2 separate regions of the Anas platyrhynchos genome follow, and region 1 is linked to region 2. The links are chromatin contacts, called in public Hi-C maps. All regions are on one chromosome and are shown on one strand. The core of a region is the stretch at or near the end of the contact, and the rest is flanking DNA. Distances in the headings are between cores, read along the strand shown.

Region 1 (6,048 bases), core at 3,314-5,813, 63 kb before region 2:
GTCTGCAAATCCTCTAGTGGAAATAGCGAGAGGAGCAGGGAGCAGCGGTGCAATAAATCTTTTAAAAGAAACAATGCGACCAGGATAGCTGGCATAAAAAGGAGCACGTTCCCTTGGCTACCGGGGGCTTTAAGAATGAAAAAATCGGAGTGGCTGAGAGATGATGTATTGCCCAGGGAAAAACAGCGATCTCAGGGAAAATTAAATCCTGAGATCCTGAGAAAGATTCCTGGGCGATCTGGGTACTTTTCAAAGGGTTGGAGGAGAGACGTCTCTGCCGCTCTTTGGTTTCCTTGCATGGCTTTCGTCCTCTGGTGCTGCAAGGGTCTCCAGCAGATGCCTCTGCACCCCCCTCTGCACAGGACCAAGTGGGAAGCAGCTCCCCTCGGTCCCCGTGCATCCCCCGAGCTTGTTCTCCCAGCTCGCTCGCAGCTGAGGAGCCGTGGGGACGCTAACGCCGCCGTAATGGGTAACACACTGCTTCGGCGGGACGGTGCCTCCAGAGCGCAGCGCGCTTTACAGCTACCATAAATAATGGGATCAGTGTTTGTAAACTCCACTTTAAAGAATCCATTCTTTTCCAGAGATTTCAAAAGCATGTCATTTTCCATATCATGAAGTTTGCCAGTTCGTCTATTTTTAGCAGTTCTCACTCTACTGATGTGGTCAAGACAGCCCTTAAACAGAAGAGAGCGGCTGCGTGCCTCGAAGGTATAAACAGCCAGACATGTGATGGGAAATGCTTCAGAGGTGAGCGTGTCAGACTTGCAGACATCAAAGTCGTTGGGTGGTGGAACTGCAGGGACCGATCCGTGCGCAGGCTGGATCAACAGGCACGGAAAAACATCTTAAAAGTGCCTTTTCTTGGAGATCTGAGGAGTCTCCAGAGGAGTCTCACGGCCCAGGGAGCGAGACAGATGGCGCAGAAAACTCGCAGCACGGCCTCAGCTGGTACCAGCACTTCCTTGGAAACCTTTGTTTAGTAAACATGAAGATAAAAAAAATAAATAACAAGGTTGTGTGTGAGGCTCAGGGCTACGACTGGGGATCCATGCCGCCAAGTCAGGGAAACATCACCGGACTCCAAACATTTCTGGCCTGGGGAGTGTCCTGCGTGCCCCATGGCCGAGGTTGGGTCTCGCTACTCGTTAGCTTTGGTCATTAAATTCCCTGGAAAAACAGCAGTGTGCCTCTTGTGTGCTGTCGCAGGCCTGCATCACCTTTTCCATGCCTGCCTTCCCAAGGTGTGCTGAGCTCCAGGCTGCGGGGGCTCACGCGCTCTCCTCCAGTGCCCCCCTTCCTCGCTTATGGTTCCAAGCAGTTTTCACCACATTTAGCATCTCAAGGACCCCGTTCTGTCTAAGTGATAAATTCCCATCCTGTGTACATCCTTTTTTCCTATTTAAAGGCTGTTGACTCTTTGGCTTTAAGCACGTGTGTGTATTTATTGGGTTGCTAGCTAAAACAACCGGGTCGTGCCTTGCTGCCGCTCAGCTCTCAGTTTGATTAAGACGGTGGAGCCTCTGTGAGTTTCACTGAAAAACTTCAGTTCCTCCACCAAACGAGGCCATCTTGACTTGCAGGTGGTTAAATCACCTCTTGACCTTCTCCTTTTGCCTCTCATCACCAGCCTGGCTGTGCCAGCTCCTTCCTGCAGCCTCTCCCCGTGGTGCCCCATCCTGCTCCAGGTGCTCGTTTTGGCACGGGATGTCCTTGCACCCTCCTTGCTCCCTGCCCTGCCCCGGATGGCTTGACTCAAGGCTGTGTCCCGAGGAGCCTCCTACATCTTCCTCTGAGCCCTGACCTTCCTGCAGGGCTCCTGGGCCAACCCGGCACATTTTGGGGAGCCGCACGCTCCGGCTGTGACCCCGCACCAAGTGAGGTGTCCTGGGGTGAGGCGGGGACATGGGGGCAGCCCCTCTGCCTGTCTCCAGCCACCTGGGCGACCAAGCCAAGGCTCCCAACACCTCACACGTGGGTGTCCCTGTGCCTCCCCATCCCCGTCCCCACCTCTCCCCAGCTCCCGTGGAAGCTGGCCCTGCTCCAAGGCTCACGCAGGGCGGCAGCGGGGCGGCAGGAGGAGGAAAGCACGGAGCAATCCATAACCTTTGTAGCGCTCCCCAGAGCAGCTGTCTGGCAAATGTCAAGCACTGTCTAGGGCTATTTTGGGCACTTTATTTTTGTAAAGGATGCTTTGGGGTGGGGGAAGGGCACAGAGAGCTTTTTCCCGTTGCCAGTGCCTCAGAGAATAAAACCCCTAGGGAGGAAGGTTCAAGGACACTCCTTGGTCATGCGCACAAAACCACGGTTTGGAGAGTCCCTGGAGGCTCTGGGTGGGACGAACAGGACACACCAGAGATGGGCCTCAGCTCATCTCATGACCAGAGACCTCCAGAAGGAGCCCATGGAGCAGGGGTGGTGACATGGGGGTGGCTCCTGCCATGGACATGACCTCAGTGAGCACCGTCACCGCAGGGGGACCAGCCCTCGTGCTGCCCAGCTCCCCAGGAGGGCTCTGGGTGACAACCCCCCTCCCTCAGCTCTTTTAGAGGACGCCAGGCACTCCAGTGTCTGATTTTTGGTGTGTCACTGTGTCACGGCGACCCCAGGGGAAGGCTCAGGCCCCTGGAGGCGTGCATCCTCTGGAGAGCTGGCAGAGCTGCTGCGTGGCTGAAAGTCAGATGGCAAAGCAGCTCCCCAGCTGAAGCCTGGCCAGATGAGTAACGCAGCCACCGAGTGGCCCTCTGAGGGCTCTCCCAGCCCCGTACAGCCAAAGCTCTGGATGTTTTCCTCAGCTATCCCAGGGACCCAATCTGCCCAGCCCCAAGGAGCCGTCAGACTCCGCTGCTTTCAGCAGAGCCAAGACCCAGAGCCAAGGCATTGCACAAGGAGGAGCAGAGCATCTAGAGGTCCTCGTGTGAAAGACTGCACAGAGCGCAGCTGGAACACCCGACACCAAAACGTCCCTGCTGAAAGGAGCGGGTGTTCTTCCAAGAGCTGAAACCGTTGCGGAGAGTCGCTGTGTTTGTCTCTGAAAGCTCTTCTGGGGAGCCCATAAAATAAAGCAGCTCTCATCTGCAGTAGCTGGAGGGTTCCGTCCCCCCACAACACGCCCCTATCAGAGGCACACGGAGTATGGCCGTAGGAGAAACAGCCCCTCAGCATTTTAAAATGTTGCATAAAAACGTCAATATTAAAAAATGCTGTACAGGGCTGGCAGGTGTGTGGCTTTGAGCAGTACGGGGACCAAGGGCACCCCTAGGAAAACTCTGCGTGAACAACCCAGCAGCACACACTGGGCAGCTGGAAGCGAGTGCAGGGATGAGCAGCATCTGATGTGGGTTTGTCAAGAACCAACACGCCAGGGCGGCCCCATTTCCACCTCCAGTGTGGTACGGTGGGGATGGGTGTCCCCGGGGGCTCTGCCCGTGCCCTGCCAGCGGGCAGGGGGTGCAGGCAGGGGGTCCCGGGATGGCCATGGAGCCGCGGGTGACGGCGCTGAGGGAGCTGCTCTCAATGGCTCGCTTGTGGGGAAGCCGCTGCCGAGCGCTCCCGGCGTGGCGGAACAGAGAGCGCATTTATCCCGGCTGCGGGGCTGCGGACAGAAAAGGGATTGTGGCAGGCTGGGGGATCGGGGTGAAACGCCGCGAGGAGTGCTGGGGGAGAGCGGGGACGGCGTGCCGATGGGTGTCCCTGCCAGAGGTGGACGTGGCTGGCCAACCCCCGGTGACAGCCCCCCACGGGTGGCCACCACAAGTCACTGTGCAAAATGACAGAAAAGCCCACGCGTGCCCCCAGCCCCTGCCTGCAGTGGGAGCAGGGTGCTGGGGAGCCAGGCGCCCCGGGGCAGCCACCAACACGCAGGGATGGCTTCCACCCCCAGCAACTGCAAACAGAAATGGAAAATTGTCTCTGTCAGCCTGCGGAACGAGCGTGCAAACAACCCCCCAGATCCTGTTTTTTCCGTGCTCCCAGAAGAATGTAAACTTTTTTAAACAAAACCCAAACTTTTCTAGCAAAGCGAAAAAAAAATAATAGAAGAAAACAGAAAGCAGCCCAAGCTACTAATTTGTGGCAAAGCCCAACAATCCTCAAACTCCACAGCAGCGCAGCCCTGGGGGAGGCTCGGAGACCTGCTGCTGCTGCTGCTTTTGGCCTCCTGTTGGGATGTAGGCCCCTTCTCGCCGCCTGGAGAAGGACGTGGCCACATCCTGCCCCGCCGGGGCCCTGTGGGGCTGGGGTGGGAGCACAGGGAGCAGCCCCCAGCTCAGCCGGGGCCCCAAGGCCATGCGGCGTCCCCGCGCCGCGGCGGGGGATGAAAGGAGGCCTGGGCGGCTGGCGTGCGACCGCGCGTCCCCCGGGAGCGGCCGGCAGCGCGTGCGTCCGTGAGCGGCTGCTGGCCGTGCGCCACGCTCCCCTGCGCTTATTTACGGCGGTTTATCAGGGGCTGCGGGCTGCGATAAAAGTTTATGAAAATAAAAGGCGTCTCCAGCAGGCTGCGGCGAGAGCGGGCCCGGCCGTTTCTTTCCCACACTGATTAGGATCTGGGCAGGCTCCCCGCGCTCCAGATCTCCCGATGAAAGCAGCGGGGCCGGCGGCGCTTCCCTTCCCGGCCCCCGCTCAGGGCCAGAGGCAGCGAGAGGTCAGCGGGCTGCACACCACGCAGCGGGCGCCTGGCCTGGCACGCCGCACGCCACGCACCGGGCTCCGTGCCACGCTCAGCCAGCGGCGTGCAACACGCCCAGCGTGCCAGGCAGCGGGCGGCACACCAGGCACCGCGCACACCCTGCACCGTGCCACGCGGACCACATCGCGGGCAGCGTGTGCCAACACAAGCCCCCACCTTCCCCAAGCAGGAGGTGGGTCAGGAGCTGCAGCCCTTTCCCTCTGAAGGGGCACACACACATGGGGCAGAGCCAGGATGGGGACAGGGCTGTCCCCTGCGGGGGTGGCGGGTCCCTGCCCCATCCTCACGCCGCCCTCCCCAGCCCCGGGACGCCGGGCGCGTTTCCGCCGATTGTTCGCTGGCGGCAGGGCCACGGCTTCCTCCCGGTCACGAGCCCGGCCGTCACCCTGCGCTTCCAGGGCAGGTGGGCTCCGGGGAACAAAGCCAGAACTCACCAGGCTGCCTTTACTGGGGGGGGACGGACAGAAGCCCTCAGGCACCGAGGGACAGAAACCAGGCGGCGTTACAGGCTGGAAAATGGGAGTCAGCTCCAGCAGCCAGCGGGGATAATAGGAATTTTGGCAACGACAGCAAGAGGAGAAGGATCAGTCCCCCCAGTGCTGCTGGGCTTGGAAACGTTCGGTTAAGTGTGGGTTTTGTGGGGGCGGTTTTATTGCCCCTGTTACCTCCAGCACGCTCAGGGAGAGGTGCTGGGAACCAAAACCCTCCCCAGCCGCTGCAGACGAAACCTCAAACCACACGGAGCACACTCAGCCTGGGCTCTGCTCAGCAGCTCGAAGCACCGACCGGTTCCTGGGGGGATCCTGCAGTCCCCGAAGGGATTTGGGTTTCGGCAGGGCTCGCAGCCCTGCTGGCAGCACCGGGGCACTCGGCCATCCTCGTGGGGCCGCGATCGATGGGGCGCTGGCAGCGCACCAAAAGTGAATTCAGTCACTTACAGTAAAATCAAAGGGGGCAGAACAATGAGCACGAAGCAAGGTTAAAGCACCTTGTTACAGGAACAAATTGTTCAGCTGGCAGCAAAATAATGGGATTTATGGCCCCGCAGGTTTAGAGCCAGATTACTCGTGGTGATGTTTGAGGAGCTCGGCGTTGCCAGCTCCTCCCGTGGAGGTGTAGGGTCGGACCTTCCACATGCAGGGGCTCAATCCTGCCCCTGCCATTGTGGAGGCCGAGGTATAACCCAAAGCCCTGAAAGCCCAAGAGCTGTTGCAGCTTTTCCCATCCCTTTCCCACCAAACCCCTGTTGGTTTGTGCACCTCGCACCTGCCCCGGGACACAGCAGGACCCCCCCTGCCCCTCCACGCCCCGCAGCTCTGTCAGAGCACGGCGTGGCCGGGCTTGTTTTGGAAATGAGTTGT
Region 2 (6,199 bases), core at 3,002-5,501:
TCTGAATGTTGCACCTGAAAACTAGGAGGAAAAGCATAGATAGGAGTTCTGGTTTTCATTGAATCAACAGTCATCCCTTTCCCCTCTAAAAAAAAAAAAAGTTCTTTAAATTAAATAAAGTGCCTTTAAGTTTTGGGGAAAGGAAAGGCAAGAGCAACAAAGAAAGCTGTTGTAGAGCAAGAACTGCATTAGAAAAGTGGGATTCATTACAATGAGAGCTACACAGTGTAGAGAATATGAAAGTAAATATTTAATATTCTTTAACTTTTTAAATCAAGAGGGCTGAATTGTGTGTGGGGTAGAAACTAATGAGATGTCCCAAAGATAGAAACCAAACGATCGGTCATTCTGCCAGCAGGTACCTGCCCTGTGAAGCCCTTCCCAAAAGGGCACTCTGGATGCCAAGGCAAGTATTCAGAAGAGAGATCTGATCTTCTGAGACGACAATCCAAGGAAACCCCTGTGTATGGGAACAGATGAGTCAAAAGGTGTAAGAGCCCACAGAAGGAGAGTCACATGCACTTGTCCTCCTCTTGCTCTGCCCTAGACATCTGCTGCAGAGAGGACACTGAGCCTCCAGACTCCTGCTCTAACCCCTCGTGGCCTTCCTCGTGTAAGGAAAGTATAATCAGAGATGCACGTATAAATGGATTAACTTACCCAAACCAGTTGATGCTACATGTCACCTATGGTCTTTCTTTGAAAGGGCAGGCGAGTGTGAGATTTTCTCCACATATGCTACAGTACCCTGGCACCACAACAAATGGGAAGTGTATTTGCTGAGCTGCAGAAGACAGGACTGGTGTAAGAGCCATAGGCAGGTACGAATAGAAGGAGCTGGCTGCAAGTGACTGCAGGGGAAGGAGAACAATGCTGAGCAGTAATAGGGAACTAATGGAGCACCTCATTGACAAAATTTGGACAAGATTTCTTCAGTGTTATCACTGGCAACCTTAGTATGGAGGGTGGTCCTTAGGAAATCTGACAGGGAAAATAAATCCAGGGGGTGCTGTTAAGAGGAAAAGGGATTACAATGAGACAGAAGTCATGAGAACCGGATGGTTACAAGGAGTGCAAGACAAAGTTCATAACCATGTATGCAGGGAGCAGCAGAAGGAATTTCTGCAGATACCTGTCACTCGGAAGGAAATAGAAGGATGTTCCTGGGTATATCACTCAGACACAGATGGGCTGTGAACAAAGAAATGGAGATGAGAAGAGACATGACAGCTATCACTCTAGGAAATGAAATAACTTAGAGGCATGTAGTGCAAGAAACCAGAACCCCCATTTATAACCCTGCCGTGAGAATTGAGTCCAGCTGACTTGCTGACTGCAGCCAAATCTCAGCTCATCAGCTGAGCTCCCGAAGGCTGAGCTGCCTGCCCTCATGCTGTGTACAGGGACCAGTTGGGAACCACAGAGGCCCTACACATCTGACATCACCAGTCCCTCTTCTTCCCTGAAACTCCTCAGCTGGGAGAAAGGAGGCAATGCTTGCCACTGTCTGCAGTGCAGGGTTATTCAGAGAGTCCTCAAAGTCACAGGGCAGCACAGGTGTTTGGCTGGGTGCTCCTCTCTGTGCTGAGCATGGACCACAGAGGGGTTAAACAGGGAGGAAGATGCTTTTTATGCCAGTGTCATGACCCAACCTTTAGCATCTGGTAATGCTTTCAATGCTGAAAAGCATTCCAAACACTTGGAAATTGGAGCCTCAGGTGCTGAACTTCTAAATTTAGTATGCAAGAAGCATTTCTAGAAGGCAGTTGGTCCAGCCGCCACAGAGACGCTTTCACTTCATGATTCTTGACAATTTACAGCATTGATCAGCATTAAAACCAAAGCAGGAAGCTTGAAATAGCCCCATAATTATGCTGCAGAGAAGCCTCAGATGACCTTCTATTAACACCTGCTCTGCACTAACTGCTGAGCATCAATTCACACCCAGCTACAAGCCCAGCTTTTATCCATGTTTAACATGCCAGAGCACTCAGAACCCTGCAGCCACTCTGACTGCACATTTGTCCAGCTGCACACCAGTGCAAAAGCATCCTTAATGATGGGGAAGGCTCAACAAACCCTGCTAGAGGGGCGTTTGGGTGGACACCTAGAGGAAAGACCCTGATGTGTGCATCCGAGCTGTGCCTTCATGCAATGACTTGCTCTTGCTGAAGTAAAGACCTCCAGGTCTGGAACTATCCTAACATGCCTGGTGCTGCTCTGCCTGCCCAGCTGGAAAGTAAAGATGCTTTTCCACCAGGGGTCAAGCAAATGACTCTGCATGGCTACAGACACAGCCCTTCTTCCCTCATGGATTTGCACAAAGAAGAGTTTTCAGAGCAGTGACTGCGGGGCAGTCACATGTACAGCCATCCTTCTGGGGATAACAGCACATTCACGGATCCAAAGAGCGTGGCCAAAACCTCCAAAATTTCTGTAGGTCAAGCCAAAGACATACCCATCACCCAAACACATCACAGTCCCACTCAGGTTCTGGTGTCACCCCCCCCCATGTCTATCATTTAAAGGACTGCCAACAGACCCCTGCTGTCCCTTCTTGCCTGTCTGTGTGCCTGCTCGTTCTCCCAGGCTCAGGTCCCCATGTGTCCTCTCTGGGGCCACTTACTCTCACAGACACGCAGGATTCCTCCCTCTGCTCACTCCCCTGGCTCCATGGCACTGGGCCCAGCAGCCAGCTCCTTGCCTGGAGCTCTGGGATCCCTCAGGAAGGAGAATGGAACAAGCAGAAAAAAACTCCCGGAGAAAACTCTGCTGCATGCCTCCTAAGACTTTTTCTCCGTGGACAATGCACAGCTACAGTTCCTAACAGCCAGCAGCCCCATCCGGAATCCTGCCAGATGCTTTTACAGATCAGTATGATCCTAAGACCTTGGTCTCTGTTTCTGCCCTGCCAGATTTACTGGATAACCTCTGCAAAGTGATTCCCTCAGTCCCAATGGTAAGAAATATTTAGAGGCTGATGCTGCGTGTGATAAACAGCACAACCCTTGGCAGCAGTAAGGCAGACCCTTCCCCTCAGCTGTGACCACAGCTTCTCCTTATTAAGCTCTTTACGTCATTAAGTGGCCCCACCGGGAGCAGCAGAAAGCACAACTGGGAACATTAATGAAGATCTACAGCATTACAAGGAAAAGCTCAATGAATCAATGCCTCGTGCCTTATTCCCATGGCTATGACATGTCCCCATTAGTAACAGGAGAGGGTTTGAAACAGGAGAAACCTCCCCTTCTCCTCTTTCCCACTCGACAGGGTTGCACTGCTCAGCAGCGATAGCTGCTTGCAGGCCACAGAGGTGGCTCTGGCTAACTTTGTGCCCTGGTGCACCCCCTGTGTCAGTCCTCACCCAAATGCTGCCCACACCAGCAGCTGGGACGCATGCTGGCTCTGTCACACATCCCTTCTGCCAGCTGGCAGCAGCTGCTTCACTCCCAAAGCAACCATCCCCCTTCTCTAGGGACAGAAGTGAGCCATCACTGGGCACCAGGGCTCAGAAACTCAGCCAGCAAGAGATATGAGGCAGAAAGGGAGGATTAGGAGACTTTAGGCTGCTTTAGGGAAACCCAAAAAACATATATAAGCCATCAGCTTGCACAGATGAGAAGCAGTCTTACCTACTGGAACGAAGATCTGTGGCACGTGTTCAAAGCGTACGAAAGGAACCCGGGTGCACAGCCAGGGGATTAGGAACGGGCTTCACACCTGCACGCATTCACCCACAGCTGGATTCATACAGCGGCCAAATAGCTCCGAGAAGCAGGGGGAGACGGTGAGGGGAGAGGCTGGGGCTGAAGCTTCATGACTGTTGCAGGATGAAGACAAAGACCCACGTCAGGCACAGCCACAAGCAGTGATGCTCTGCAACTGCTGCAGGTATCCCTCCCGCAGGTCCCTGTCCTAGTGCACAGCCCTAGGGACGGGAAACTGCTGAGGAGGTTCCTGCACCAACACCCTGAGGGCAAGGGCTGGTTGTGGGAGCAGACCTACACTTTTCTGCCCTGGGTCACACCTTGGGAACATTTTGATTTCCATCAGCAGGCACAAAAATTGGTGAAAATCAAGGAAACTTGACCAGATTTCCCCCATATTTCATGTACATGCTCAGCAAATAAATCAGTGACCTTCAATTGCTCAGTTGTTAAGTTTTATACTCAGGGTCATGCAGCCACAGGGTGCAGAGGCATACACGTGTACCTATCAATGGCACAGAAACAGCTCCAAGGCTGTCTTGCAGGGAGTTACTGTACACAGGCCCTGGTTTTCCGCTGTTCTTCCTAGCACCTACTCTGAGTAGGGGCAAGGACTACACAAAATAACGATGTGTTTCTTTGCAAGGGATTTCTGTGTAGGGATGAGTTCCCTCTCCAGCAATGACAGTGTGAGAGCTCACGTGTTAATGAAGGACAGCACCAAGTGGGACAGAGCAGTAATAAGGCTTATGCAGAGGGTAGATCAAGGGGGCTGTAGAGCTTTAGGCCTTCTAGTAGGTTTGGCAGCAATCTTTACGGTACACAGCACAGTTCCCATGGCATTGATAATGATTCTTATACCAGTACTAATCAATCCCATCCATAGTTCCCCAAGAGCCTACTCCTTGCAAAAAGGATTACCAGTAACACTTGCCTGCAGCATGGAAGGAACAGATCACAGATCTGAGCTCCCTGTGAATGTATGTTAGGCAGTAACAGCCATCCCCTCCTAGGCCTGTTATGCTTTTGATAGCCAAAAATAAGACGGGGAGTTGGTCTGTGAGGCAGCCTTGTAAGCCTGCCTACACCCCACAGCAAGGTAATAACATACCCGTGAAAGCACCGACCACTTCCACTTCGCCTTTCCTTAGGTTCAAACCACAGCTCCTGTTCTCTCCTAACCTTCTCCCTCAGCAGCCTGTCGGTGCCCCTTAGTTCTCCAGGCTTCTCCTCCGGGCCCCCACAGGTCACCAGCACCACGGAGTCAGCCTTGATATGGGCAGGATGTCACTTGACCCAACATTACTGACACGGTGACCATGTCTATTACTCACAAGAGAGCTTTGCCCAGGTAATCTGCTTGGTGACTTGGGGAGCTCGTCTCGGGGAGTTGGGAGGGGATAGCAGCTAGGGACTGCCGGGTACCACACATTTATCCAAGTGTCTGTGATGGGCATGTCTTGGCCTTGTCACCGGGCAAGTTTAACCCCGGAGATTTAACACATTAGTGAGTGTCAGCCTGACAGTACTTTCCCCTCAAAAGGAAAAGCCCAGAACAAGACAGTGTCAAGCAACCCTTTTCAGCAGCTCCCATGCCAGGAGGGCCACAAATCCCCATAGGAGGAGGCACCATAGCATGGACCTCGTCTGTCTTGGTCTTTGCTGAAAAGCACAATGAAAGAGCCAGTCAGCAACAGCACATGTCAAAATCTGCCTTTAATACCACTACAGTGACCGGCGTTGTTCCAGTGGTCACCCTCTCCTTTCACAAACACCTAGAGAACAAAGTGCGATACTGGGCGCAGGAGCCCAGTTCCAGCTCATGCTGCCTCATTATCTTCTCAGCCTTGTTTAGTCTTTGTCTCCAACGTAGATGGTAAACTCACAGGGGCAGTGACCATGACTTAGTTCACTGAGTGCCAGACAACTGCTGGAGTTCAGTTAATGATGAGACAACTCCCATAGGTCCATTGTCTTAAATGGGAATTTTGGCTAAGCGAAGACTTCAGGGATTTACCCAATAACAAGTCAGTAATTCAGGATGCACTTAAAGACGCATTCAATGTGCCTTTGCAGCAACATCCTTGGGAAGTGAGCATTTGTACTCCAGAGCACAACTGTGAGGAAGTCTAATATTAATTAGGAAGCAAACTCAAGGGCTCTGAATAGGTCCTCATAACAAAGGATCTTTCATTGAATAACTGTAGAGGAGTGCAATGCCAAAGTTTTCAAGCCAAAGTAACAATAAATGAACTGCAATTAATGCCTTTAAGGCCAGTCTGTAAATTCAATCTTAGTTTAAAGAAAATAAGAAACTTCTGAAAACATCTTTTAAAGACTATAAGAGGGGAAAAAAAGAATGAATATAAACTTAAATAAAATACACAGGTTGATTCAACCTGTTTCAGCTGATAAACGGCACGGTACTCGTTCTGTGCCAAAGTGACACTTGACCTCTATATATCTTCTTAATGAAGTCAGCATAGAAAGAC

The links. Hi-C and Micro-C count contacts between places; a contact is called where the count stands out from the background.
Region 1: a Hi-C map of small yellow follicle shows a contact between it and region 2, with 2.1 times the contacts expected there. The contact joins two enhancer-like sites. A contact is called at or near these places in 2 of 8 Hi-C or Micro-C datasets (skeletal muscle and small yellow follicle).

Annotation. Positions count from the first base shown.
Region 1 is chr9:12,561,541-12,567,588 of IASCAAS_PekinDuck_T2T, reverse strand. All of the region lies in intron 5 of LOC140003205, which reads right to left. Among named protein-coding and RNA genes, the nearest start is that of HES1, 26 kb to the left of the region's middle. Within about 2 kb of position 4,563, at least 4 of the 8 cell types and tissues checked have an H3K27ac peak or open chromatin away from gene starts, as enhancers often do. A contact at or near this core is called in small yellow follicle, where this site is marked.
Region 2 is chr9:12,498,078-12,504,276 of IASCAAS_PekinDuck_T2T, reverse strand. No RefSeq gene overlaps it. Among named protein-coding and RNA genes, the nearest start is that of OPA1, 72 kb to the right of the region's middle. Within about 2 kb of position 4,251, at least 4 of the 8 cell types and tissues checked have an H3K27ac peak or open chromatin away from gene starts, as enhancers often do. A contact at or near this core is called in small yellow follicle, where this site is marked.